Linked DNA regions of Danio rerio: region 1 is linked to region 2. The links are chromatin contacts, called in public HiCAR-type maps. All regions are on one chromosome and are shown on one strand. Each heading gives the region's core, a stretch centred on a gene start, on an enhancer-like site or on the middle of the called end of the contact. The rest is flanking DNA. Distances are from core to core; before and after follow the strand shown. Region 1 overlaps rdh8a (retinol dehydrogenase 8a). Region 2 overlaps shfl (shiftless antiviral inhibitor of ribosomal frameshifting).

Region 1 (5,121 bases), core at 153-2,652, 190 kb before region 2:
AGATTTATAATAAAGAAATATTTATTTTTAAAATACAAATTTATTAAATCTTATATCATTAAAAAAAGTAACCCATTTTTTATTAAAAACAAGCCTATTGTTAATTATTAGGCAAATTATAAATAACAAATTGGCCAGCACATTAAACTTTATTCAGTCAGAATTTTTTTATTCTGTCATTTTGCCGGCAGCTAGCTCTCTGCATCTCTCACATGGTCACCCACTGACGCTAAGCAGGGCTGCGCCCGGTCAGTAACTGGATGGGAGACCACATGGGAAAAGCTAGGCTGCTGCCAAAAGTGGTGTCAGTGAGGCCAGCAGGGGGCGCCCAACCTGCAGTCTGTGTGGGTCCTAATGCCCCAGTATAGTGACGGGGACTCTATACTGCTCAGTGAGCGCCGTCTTTCGGATGAGACGTTAAACCGAGGTCCCGACTCTCTGTCGTTAAAACTCCCAGGATGTCCTACAAAAAGAGTAGGGGTTTAACCCTGGCATCCTGGCCAAATCTACCCACCGGTCTCTGTCCATCATGGCCTCCTAATCCTCCCCATATCATAAATGGCTTTATCACTCTGTCTCCTCCACACCAATCAGCTGGTGTGTGGTCTGGTGCAAAATGGCTGCAAAATCATCTAATAATCTTTTTGTTATATGAATAAGGTCCAAGATTTAGAAATAAATGTTACTTGTAAACTGTTTTCTCTATTTTTAAACAATATAGTAGTAATAGATGACCCACTTATGAAAGATTGTGTGTTTTCTTGCACAGCTGGATGTTGAAAATACTTGTTTGCATTGGTCAAAACAGATTAACTTAAGTCATGATAGCCAACACAGAATTCGGCTTGGTCTTAAAGCCTTTGCGATGGGTTATTTTCACTTTTGGGATGACATAGCAGTCAAAATAGGACAAATAAGCTCATGAATGGCACAAATTTTGGTTCTTTTGAACCACTCGAACCCCTCCTGGCTACGGGTCTGACCTTAATTGTAAGCCTAAACTGAACATAATCTTATTTTTTAATTCTGATCGGCTGATTGAAATGTTGTTCCAGGATCAACAAACTGTAGATGTTGATCCAGAAACATGTCCCACTCTGTGCTTCTAGTCTTAAATCTATTTAAATATCTGTACATTTTGTGAGTGTGTGTAAACACTAAATCTGTTGCCATTATTCACCAGTGCACCAAGAAAGTGATTGAAACCAGCCAGCCAAGATTCCGCAACCTGACCAACAGCCTCTACACGCCTATTGTAGCAATGAAATATGCGGATGAAACTGGAGGTCTGTCAGTGCAAACCTTCTACAACCTGCTCTTTAACTTCGGCTCACTGATGCACATATCCATGAGCATCCTCAAATGCCTGACATGCAACTGCCTGCGCAGACGCACCATATCTCCAGACTGAAGAGGGCAGCAGCGAGTCAAATTTCCCTCAGTTAAATCAGGACTCTACAAACTGGAGAACGCAAAACCTCAACAGAGTTTTCCACCATTAACACACAATATCTCTTTTCAGAAGGACAGCGTGCATGTATTGTGTTAGTGTGAATGCCGCTGTTCATCTAAACATCTCAGTTACTGTAAAACCAGTAGGCTGGTTAAGTTATTATCATGATGAAATATTTTACATGTGCTTAACAATGATAAATGGAATCAAACAGTGCAAAATGACAGACCAGTTCAAAAGCTAATTGTGATGCTTATGATGTTCATGATTTAAGTGAGAAGTAATCACATAGCTGCCTTTTTTGTACTAATGATTCACATTGGAATGCATCTGATGTTTTATTTGGTTATTTTGTTTTTCTTTTTAAGTCTTTTTTTAATATTAACTTGAACATTTTAGGTGGTCTCGAAGCTCTATTTAAAGAAGTGTTGATTCGGAAACTGAATAACTCATGCGATCAATTTGCTGAAGCCTGGGTGTGTATTAAAGTATAGTTTGACATTTTTTTATTGATTATATGACTCATATTCTAATTGTGGTTTCATTTTCTTGTTTTGAAATAATTTATTAGCTCCTTGGGAGTCTTAAGTTTAGAAAGAAACTGAAAAATTTGTTACCACCGGTAACCACCAGAGGGCGACAGAATACATCAGCAGATTAATGCATTGGCACACAGGAATAATATGGGATCTCTGGTCTCGTTTATTACAATGGGTGTTTCACAACTGGAAGGCTGGATATGTTTTTTTTTTTATGCTGGACATTTCTTTTGCTCTCAATTTTTGCACAATGATTTGTGGGTAACTGGAGGTTAGTCTAAACTTGATGCTTTCAAAGCAGATAGGGTGAGAATCAAAGGCTGCTTTCAAGGATACTTGATTCATCCCAGCAGGCACAGGACATCAACATGACGTCAGATTGACGTTGTCCCCCTTACGTTGTTTAAAAATGAAAATCAGGTTGACGTCAGAACCCAACGTCAGGCTGATGTCAATGTCCGACATCCGACAGACGTTGCATTTTAGTTTCAACACAAATATCAACCTCTAATAATGTTACAGCTTGATTATGTGTGGACGTTACCAACATGACGTCTATCAGACATTGGATTTTGATTGCCATACCTAAGGAATTATTGTCAGTTTTTGAAGTCAATCTGACATTGGTTTAAGACACAGGTGTCATTTCCAGTTCCTGGAGGGCCGCAGCTCTGCAGAGTTTAGTTCCAACCCTGCTTCAACACACTTACCTGTAGGTTCCAAACACGCTTGAAGGACTCAATTAGTTTGATCGGGTGTGTTTAATTAGAGTTTAAGCTAAATTGTGCAGAGCTGCAGCCCTCCAGGAACTGGATTTAACACCCTTGGTTAAGATGTTGATCTAATGTTGGATTTTGGTCAATTTCCAACCCTACCTAAAATCAACCAAAGATCAATGTCATTTCATGTCAAATTTGGATGCCAAAATAACATATTCCTTAGACGCTGGCAACCTAAATCTAACCTATTATTAATGTCATATGACGTTGTGTGGCTGCCTAGATCTGTAGACTTACATTTGAGAAAATAACCATGGCTATATACAAATATGTGTCCCTTGTAAGTGAAATACAGTACACGAGAACACAGTACACAGCATAGCACAGCACAACACTGGTACTGTAGGTAACATGGCAAATGTACTTTTGGACCAAATTCATATTAAACATTCATACTCTACAGAGCAGCCGTTTTCAACTTTAAGTCTGCTTTTCTGAAGAGTTTTGCTCCAATTAAATTTATAGTAATTCTAAAGATTACTTGAACTGGATCGAGTATGTTTGATTAGGGTTGTAGCTAAATTGGGAAGGTACAAGTTGAGAACCCATGATCCTTAATAATTTTTTATAGTAAGTATTAAGTGAATTCAGGTTTATAGCGCTTTTACAATGTGGACTGTGTCTAACCTGCTAACATAGAAGTTCTATGAAAATCCAGTTTTCAGAGTTTAGTTTAGTTCAGTTCAGTGTGGTTTAAATTTCATTGCTGAATGTTCAAACACTGGAGAGCAAATCCATTAATGTGCAGCTCTACAAGTCCCAAACCAAGCAAACCAGTGGTGACAGTGGCAAGGAAAAAACCTTCGCCAACTGACAAAGTGAAGGAAAAGAAACTCAAAAGAAAGCAGGCTCTGTTGGGCACACCACTTTTTTTCCTGGCACTTAAAGTACTTAACCCAGGGATGCACCTGGAGGGCCACTGCCCAATAGAGTTTAGTCTCAAACCTAATTAAATGCATACGATCAACCTAATCAAGTCCCACAGCAGGAGTGGGCAACTCTGACCCTAGGGCCACTGTCCTGCAGAGCTCAGCTCAATTTCTAACCAAACACACTTAAAATATATATAACATTTGCTTTTAAGATTGATTTACAAGTATAGACACACAAGATAGTTCGATTAGGGCTAAACCGCTTAATCAGGGGTGTCAAAACTTGCTGAGTTTAGTAAATAAAGGTTATTACCCATTCTGGACTCACCTCTGTCCTAGAAAAGGCTTTTTTGAAACCTGCACAATGGAGATCAGCTCTGATCTGGACATTGCACCCCTGACTTCCTCTTATTGATGTATGAATTTAGATGCAACAAGTGTTTGTTGGGTAGAAGTAAATCAAGTTAGGTCCCAAAGTCAGCAGAGTTAAAGTCCATGTGGATAACATTTGCTGTGTCTATCTTTAAAGGCTTATTCCAAAGAATCAGGAAAAAAAGCATACAATAATTTCACAAGGTAATAAAAGTGCATTCTATAATGATTACTTTTCTGAAATGAGACAATCTCACATGTATACAGTACATGTATGAAGCCAACAAATGCAACCTCCGAAGGTCACAGCCTTCGAAATAAGACAGAACCACTAAGCATGTTTATTCATTATTATACAGAGTACCAGACACCCTTGGCCATGTGTGCTGTTTTAGTTATATAGCCAAGCTATTTTTACACAAACAAAAACTAAGAAATGGCAAAACCCAGAACCTGAAAAAGACGAGCAATACTTGAAGGAGATAGTAGTGACGGAGACAGCAAGAGGGGCCAAACGAGTGCATGAGTACATTCCGACGCACTGCAGATTGGACAGCGCACAACCGGCCAATGATATGTTGATGGATATAAAGAGGTCATGGCCTAGTCCCCATCCGCCACCCTCCCTTCGCACCCCCAGCCCTCTCACACACACACTGCTTTGTGCGGAGTGAGAGAATGTGACCTGGTTCCCATCCCTGAGGAGCTGTGTTAATGACAACCTCTCCAGACAACATTGAGCATCCCTTTCGCCTCCCCCACCAGCTGTCCCTCTCAGCCGCACCACCTCAGCAAGGCGCAGCCTGCAGATGGGCTGCGCAGAGTCCGTCCAGCCATCCTCCGGAATCGTGCAAACAGGTCCTTGCTTTTCCACATGGCGGCAAACATACCCATCACAGACAAATGCAAGGACATTCATGTAGAACCAATGCCGTCCCATGCAACAAGTCCAAGGTGCGCAAGCGGGAGCGTGCGTTCCAATACATGCATATGTGTGCTTGTGTGTCTTCATCAGAGGCGACAGCTCAGTACAATGGGACAAAGAATCTGTCAATCACAATCAAAAGGGAAATGGAAGGCAGTCCAGAGGGGGAGGAAGGAGCCGC
Region 2 (5,670 bases), core at 1,221-3,720:
ACCAGCATGCAGCATCCATGTGGATGATGTGAGGGCAGCCACAGATCAACGACGCCAGTGCGCTCACCACACACCAGCAATTGGTGGAGTGGAGAGAAAGTGATAGAGCTAGTTCGGTGGATGGGGGTGATTGGGAGGCTATAATGGTTATATAAATGGTATATATAAAGGCCCAAGGGTAGAATTTGGACAGGACTCCGGGGTTAAACCCCTACTATTTTTTTCGAAGGACATCCTGGGATTTTTAATGACCACAAACAGTCAGGACCTCAGTTTAACATCTCATTTGAAAGACGGCGCCTACTGACAGTATTGTGTCCCTTTAAGTATACTAGGGCAGTCAATCCTCCCAAACGCCCCTGTAATTCACACCCTGCTTATCCTTATTTTTACATATTTTAATTGTTTATTACTATTAATAAGAGAAGTGTAAGTAAATTATTCAATCCAAGATGTGAGCCAAAAATTTATTTTCAAGAAGTGCACCTTAAAGGATTAAAGGGATAGTTCACAGAAAAGGAAATTCTCCAATCTTTGACGCACTCCAAAATTTCTTTTGCTGCTTGTTCAAACCACCTAGCCTATTTAAAATGAGCAGAAACAACTTGAATCACTTGAATGTGCATTTGCGTTCCAAAAACGCGAGGCGCACTGCACTGCTAGGCAACAACTAAATCAGCTAGATATTTTGCGAGAGCGTTGCTGTTGATATTAATATAACTCTAATTCATTCATTCATTCATTTTCTTGACGGCTTAGTCCCTTTATTGATCTGGGGTCGCCACAGTGGAATGAACTACCAACTTATCCAGCAAGTTTTTACACAGCGGATGCCCTTCCAGCCGCAACCCATTTCTGGGAAACATCCACGCACACACTCATACACTACGGACAATTCAGCCTTCCCAATTCACCTGTACCGCATGTCTTTGGACTGTGGGGGAAACCGGAGCACCTGGAGGAAAACCACACGAATGCAGGGAGAACATGCAAACTCTACACAGAAACGCCAACTGAGCCGAGGATCGAAACAGCAACCTTCTTGCTGTGAGGCGAACGTGCTACCCACTGCGCCACTGCATCGCCTATAACTCTAAAATCTAAAAATATTGTGATATTCAAGATTTGTGAAGTCATACAGCTCCAGATAACAGCAACCACAAGTCTCTCCTCCATCTTCAAAAGTCTCCCTTGTTGTCTTGACAACATAAACACTGCAGGCACCTCAACGGAAACTCAGCCTCTGCTTTCATTTGATTAGAAAATGAAAAAAACGCGAGTGACGTAACACGCTTTTTCCACTCCAAGTTGACTTTTTTCAAGGGAGAGCGCACAGCGCGCAAGGGCAAAAACGCAAGGCGAAGCAGGCAGTTAAAAAGCAAGGCACTCATGGCACATAAGCAGTGTGCAACACGCTCGCGGCCATTAGTAAACCATTCAAAAAAGGCGCCTCTCAATGCATAAAGCACATTCTTTGTGATCGGCCCCTTAAAGTGTTTTTGGTGATAACTTAATTATTTTTGGTAAAATCCACTTAAATTGGTAAAAACTAACAAGTTAACTTCATTTCTTCATGTTGTGTCAACACATATCGATTGTGTGGAACCCAGCATTTTTAACAGTGCATCCTCAGCTCGTCTTAAACTAGTTTTCTTTTGTTCTGTTGATCACAAAAGATGATATTATGATGAATGTTGGAAACCAGTAACCTCTGGCTTGTACAGTACTTGTTTTTATTATCAGGAAGGTCAATGGTTTCCGACATTCTTCATTCTTCTAATCTTCTTTTGTGTTCAACAGAAACTCAAACAAGTTTGGAACAAGTGAAGGTTGAGTAAATAATGACTGAATTTTCACTTTTTGGTTGAACTATTCCTTTTACAAAGCGTAAATATCCTTGTATGTAAATGTAAATATAAATATGTCTTGTTACATGATTTCTGAAAACAAAAGTAGAAGGTATTGCTGTTTACCTTACAGTTTTTTAATTGTATAATGATGATAGTCAAGATGTGGTCGTCAAAAATTTATAGGTGGAGAAACATGCCAAGTCATCGTCCTCTGGATCCAGTGGTGCAGGACCATCCGCAAAAGTAAGATGTTGTTTTCAGTGTATGAACATCTACAGGATGAATAAATCATTGCATTACATTGTAGTATTTATGCATGACTCAAATTCCCCTTCTTTCTCAGGCAAAGAAACAACCAAGTGATGACCGGGATATAACGGTTAGTTGCTTTACATTATGTACTTAGTTTTAAACCCTGCCACAGTTGATATTGCAGTACTGTATGAGCATTGTGGACTAACATGCACAGACATGCTTGCAGGAGCTTGGGACGCGTCTAAGAGTTCTGCCATTAACAATGGAAAACAAGCAAATGTTTGACCAGGCGCAGGCAAACCAGATCCCGTCAGACACACATCAGTTTGCCTGTGAGTCATGTGACAGGGATTGGTGGCGACGTGTGCCCCAGAGGAAAAGGGTAAGATGTTGGACCACACCCTTAAAACTCAAATCAGGCTCAGTTAAATCAAGGGCTGTGCTGGTGAATGTCAGAGGTTTGAAGTGGGATAGTAAATAAATGAAAATCTGCAGTCAGTTCCATCAGGCCATCAAAAATGAGGGTCTTTTTGTCTTTAGTAGAACATTAAAGATCTCATGAAATCTAAACGAAATTTGGTATGTGGGATTAAGGCATAGGGACATAGCGATGAGCCCTTCTGAATAGAACAAACTGCTCAACACTAAACAACTTCTCTGTGCAAAGGATTAAGACAGCCAAAAAGTGGCTATGTTTACATGGACATGAGTTATCAAGTTATTTGCCTCAATATGAATAAAACAATAATATGATTAATATTATTGTTGGCCGGCAGCTAGCTCTCTGCAACTATCACATGGTCGCCCACTGAAGCTATGCAGGGCCATGCCCGGTCAGTACCTGGATGGGAGACCACATGGGACAGCTAGGTGGCTGTCAGAAGTGGTGTTAGTGAGGCCAGCAGGGGGCGCCCAACCTGTGGTCTGCGAGGGTCTTAATGCCCCAGGACATTGATGAAGACTCTATACTGCTCAGTGAGCGCCGTCTTTCGGATGAGACATTAAAGCGAGGTCCGGACTCTCTGTGGTTGTTAAAAATTCCAGGATGTCCTTCAATAAAAGAGTAGGGGTTTAACCCCGGCATCCTGGTCAAATTTGCCGACTATCCTCTGTCCATCATGGCCCTATATCATAATTGGCTTCATTACTCATTCATTAGTCTCCTCTCCACCAATCAGCTGGTGTGTGGTCTGACGCAATATGGCTGTCGTCGCATCATCCAGGTGGATGTTACACACTGGTGGTGGATGAGGAGATTGCCCCCTATTGTGTAAAGCACTTTGAGTATCTAGCGCTATATAAATTTAAGGAATTATTATTATTATTATTGAGGTGTTTACATGAGTTCCTTTCATGATTCTGTTTTACATGTTACAACACATAACTGGATTAGCTTCATTGCGTTCATCTGGGTACATTTTTTTCATGCCCCCATGACAAACAAGATATTGGATGCGACTAAACTGCTGGAAGAGTGTAGTTTTAATGGAATTTGATACCGCATGCCATGTGGAGGAAAAAGCTTCACGGTGTGTGTGTCTGTGATCCTTTACTGACTCGGTAGGTGCAGAGAATAGTCACATACTGTCACAAAATGCAGCAAAAACCCTACACGACAGTAATAGTTTGATTGCGGTGTTTACATGTCTGTACTGCACGTCAATAATGTAACTAAAATCGACGTACTCCACATGTCTTAATTCGATTTCTCTTTAGTTCGATTATGACTTTAACCGTGTTGTGAAATCTACTCATGAACCTTCCTCGTTTGACCACCAGAGGGAGCCATCGCCTGAGTTCTAATTTCCCCAATGCTCAACTGGGATTGATTACATACAGCTGAAACCAATTTCAGACTCTCTATATATACGCACACATCCTTCACTCGGTGCGAAGTTTTGATTATCACCATCATCTCTAAACGTTACCCTGTTGATTATTGCCTATCTGTGTATTGACCTGGACTGTCTTACCGTTTCCGAAGCTATCTGCCTGCCCTGACCACTGCATAGTTATATCGATTCCATCTGCCAGCCGCCTGCCCCTAATCTCCGCCTGTCTCTCGTTAAAGATTACTCTCTCCTAACCTCGACCCACGCCTGCTCTTCGACTATACTACTGGAAAGTTCCTATTTAATCTGATATTAAATGAGTTTCCACCTGTGAGTTATTACTGTTATTAAAGTGTGCATATGGATCCAGAAATGTCTGATGAATCATTACAAATCGGATTAATCAAAAATAAAACATTTCATGAAACTCCAAAGAAATGTGGATAGCGCAGTGACCCAATGATGTTAATTGAACTATGTGCTATAACATGTAAAACGGAATCATGAAAGGAACATTCAAAAAGCAACTCGTTTAAACGCCGTAATCTTTTTATTGTCTTAATTAGTTTAAGGCAAATAATTTGATTACTAATGTGCATGTAAAGCCACCGTCTATCAGTTGTACCTTTCAAAACCCTTCTTTCGAAGTAGCCAGTTTTAAGCACTTCGGTTTGTAACGACACTTCATTATGGCGGCCATGATACATCCTGCTTGGAATGCATTGCCAGTTTGCTGTAAGGTTGTCTAAAATTTGGATTTAGAAAATATATGCATTCAAAACGTGCACTCTCTCACTTGTTCCAATATGGATCCACCATTGTGATGACCTCACAATGCAGCTTCTCTTGAAATTTTCTGCCCAATCAAATGGCCTCTATAATTTGAAGCGACTTGTTCCTACTTTCAAACAAATGCTAAAGCTGCAGTTCACATGGACCACAAATGTATTGGACCCACAATTTTGGACTCTCAATTTTACACAGAATGCTTATGAAGATGAAGGTGACTTTTTTCTTCATTAGAACAATAAAGAAGATTTTTGGCTACATCTGTGGTCCTTGGTGATTCATATTATCCAAGTCAACCCACCAAACAACTTTGTGTTTATTAGACATCTAATATACAGGGGTTTGGACAATGAAACTAATACACTGGCCAATTTAGTGTTGGATGTTTCATGGCTAAATTTGACCAGCATGTGACCAAGACAGCAAATGTTGGTGATGTATCAAGAGCTACAGTATCCAGGGTAATGTCAGCAAGCTGCCAAGAAGGATGAACCACATCCAACAGGAGTAAATGAGGACAAAAGAGGAATCTGACTGAAAGGGATTGTATTCAAAAAACATAAAACCACAGCTGCCAACTCCCAACTCACTGCAGATTTAAATGTGCATCTCAACTTTACTGTTTCCACCAAAACTGTTCATTGGGAGCTCCACAGGGTCAATATACATGGCTGCTTGCTATAGCCCAGGGGTGCTCAATCCTGTTCCTGGAGATCTACCTTCCTGCAGATTTCAGTTGCAACCCATATCAACACACCTGCCTGTAATTATCACGTGGTGTTCAGGTCCTAATTAATTGGTTCAGGTGTGTTTGATATGGGTAGCAACTAAAATCTGCAGGAAGGTAGATCTCCAGGAACAGGATTGAGTACCCCTGTTATAGCCTAACATTTGGTCATTTATGCCAATGCCAAATGTCAGATTCAGTGGTGCCAGTTTTGAAA

What was found. HiCAR-type assays count read pairs that join an accessible place to other places.
Region 1: a HiCAR-type map of caudal fin shows a contact between it and region 2, with 9 times the contacts expected there. The contact joins two enhancer-like sites. A contact is called at or near these places in 1 of 18 Hi-C or Micro-C datasets (caudal fin) and 1 of 4 datasets of contacts at active chromatin or transcription factors (caudal fin).

The regions. Positions count from the first base shown.
Region 1 is chr3:56,210,797-56,215,917 of GRCz12tu, reverse strand. It overlaps rdh8a (retinol dehydrogenase 8a), which reads left to right. Exons shown (of 6, transcript NM_200707.1): 6 at 1,184-1,956. The coding sequence ends at 1,411. Among named protein-coding and RNA genes, the nearest start is that of rdh8a, 34 kb to the left of the region's middle. Within about 2 kb of position 1,402, at least 4 of the 62 cell types and tissues checked have an H3K27ac peak or open chromatin away from gene starts, as enhancers often do. A contact at or near this core is called in caudal fin, where this site is marked.
Region 2 is chr3:56,022,946-56,028,615 of GRCz12tu, reverse strand. shfl (shiftless antiviral inhibitor of ribosomal frameshifting) reads left to right here. Exons shown (of 10, transcript NM_001105527.1): 5 at 2,034-2,093; 6 at 2,194-2,229; 7 at 2,332-2,487. Among named protein-coding and RNA genes, the nearest start is that of shfl, 7.3 kb to the left of the region's middle. Within about 2 kb of position 2,470, at least 1 of the 62 cell types and tissues checked has an H3K27ac peak or open chromatin away from gene starts, as enhancers often do. A contact at or near this core is called in caudal fin, where this site is marked.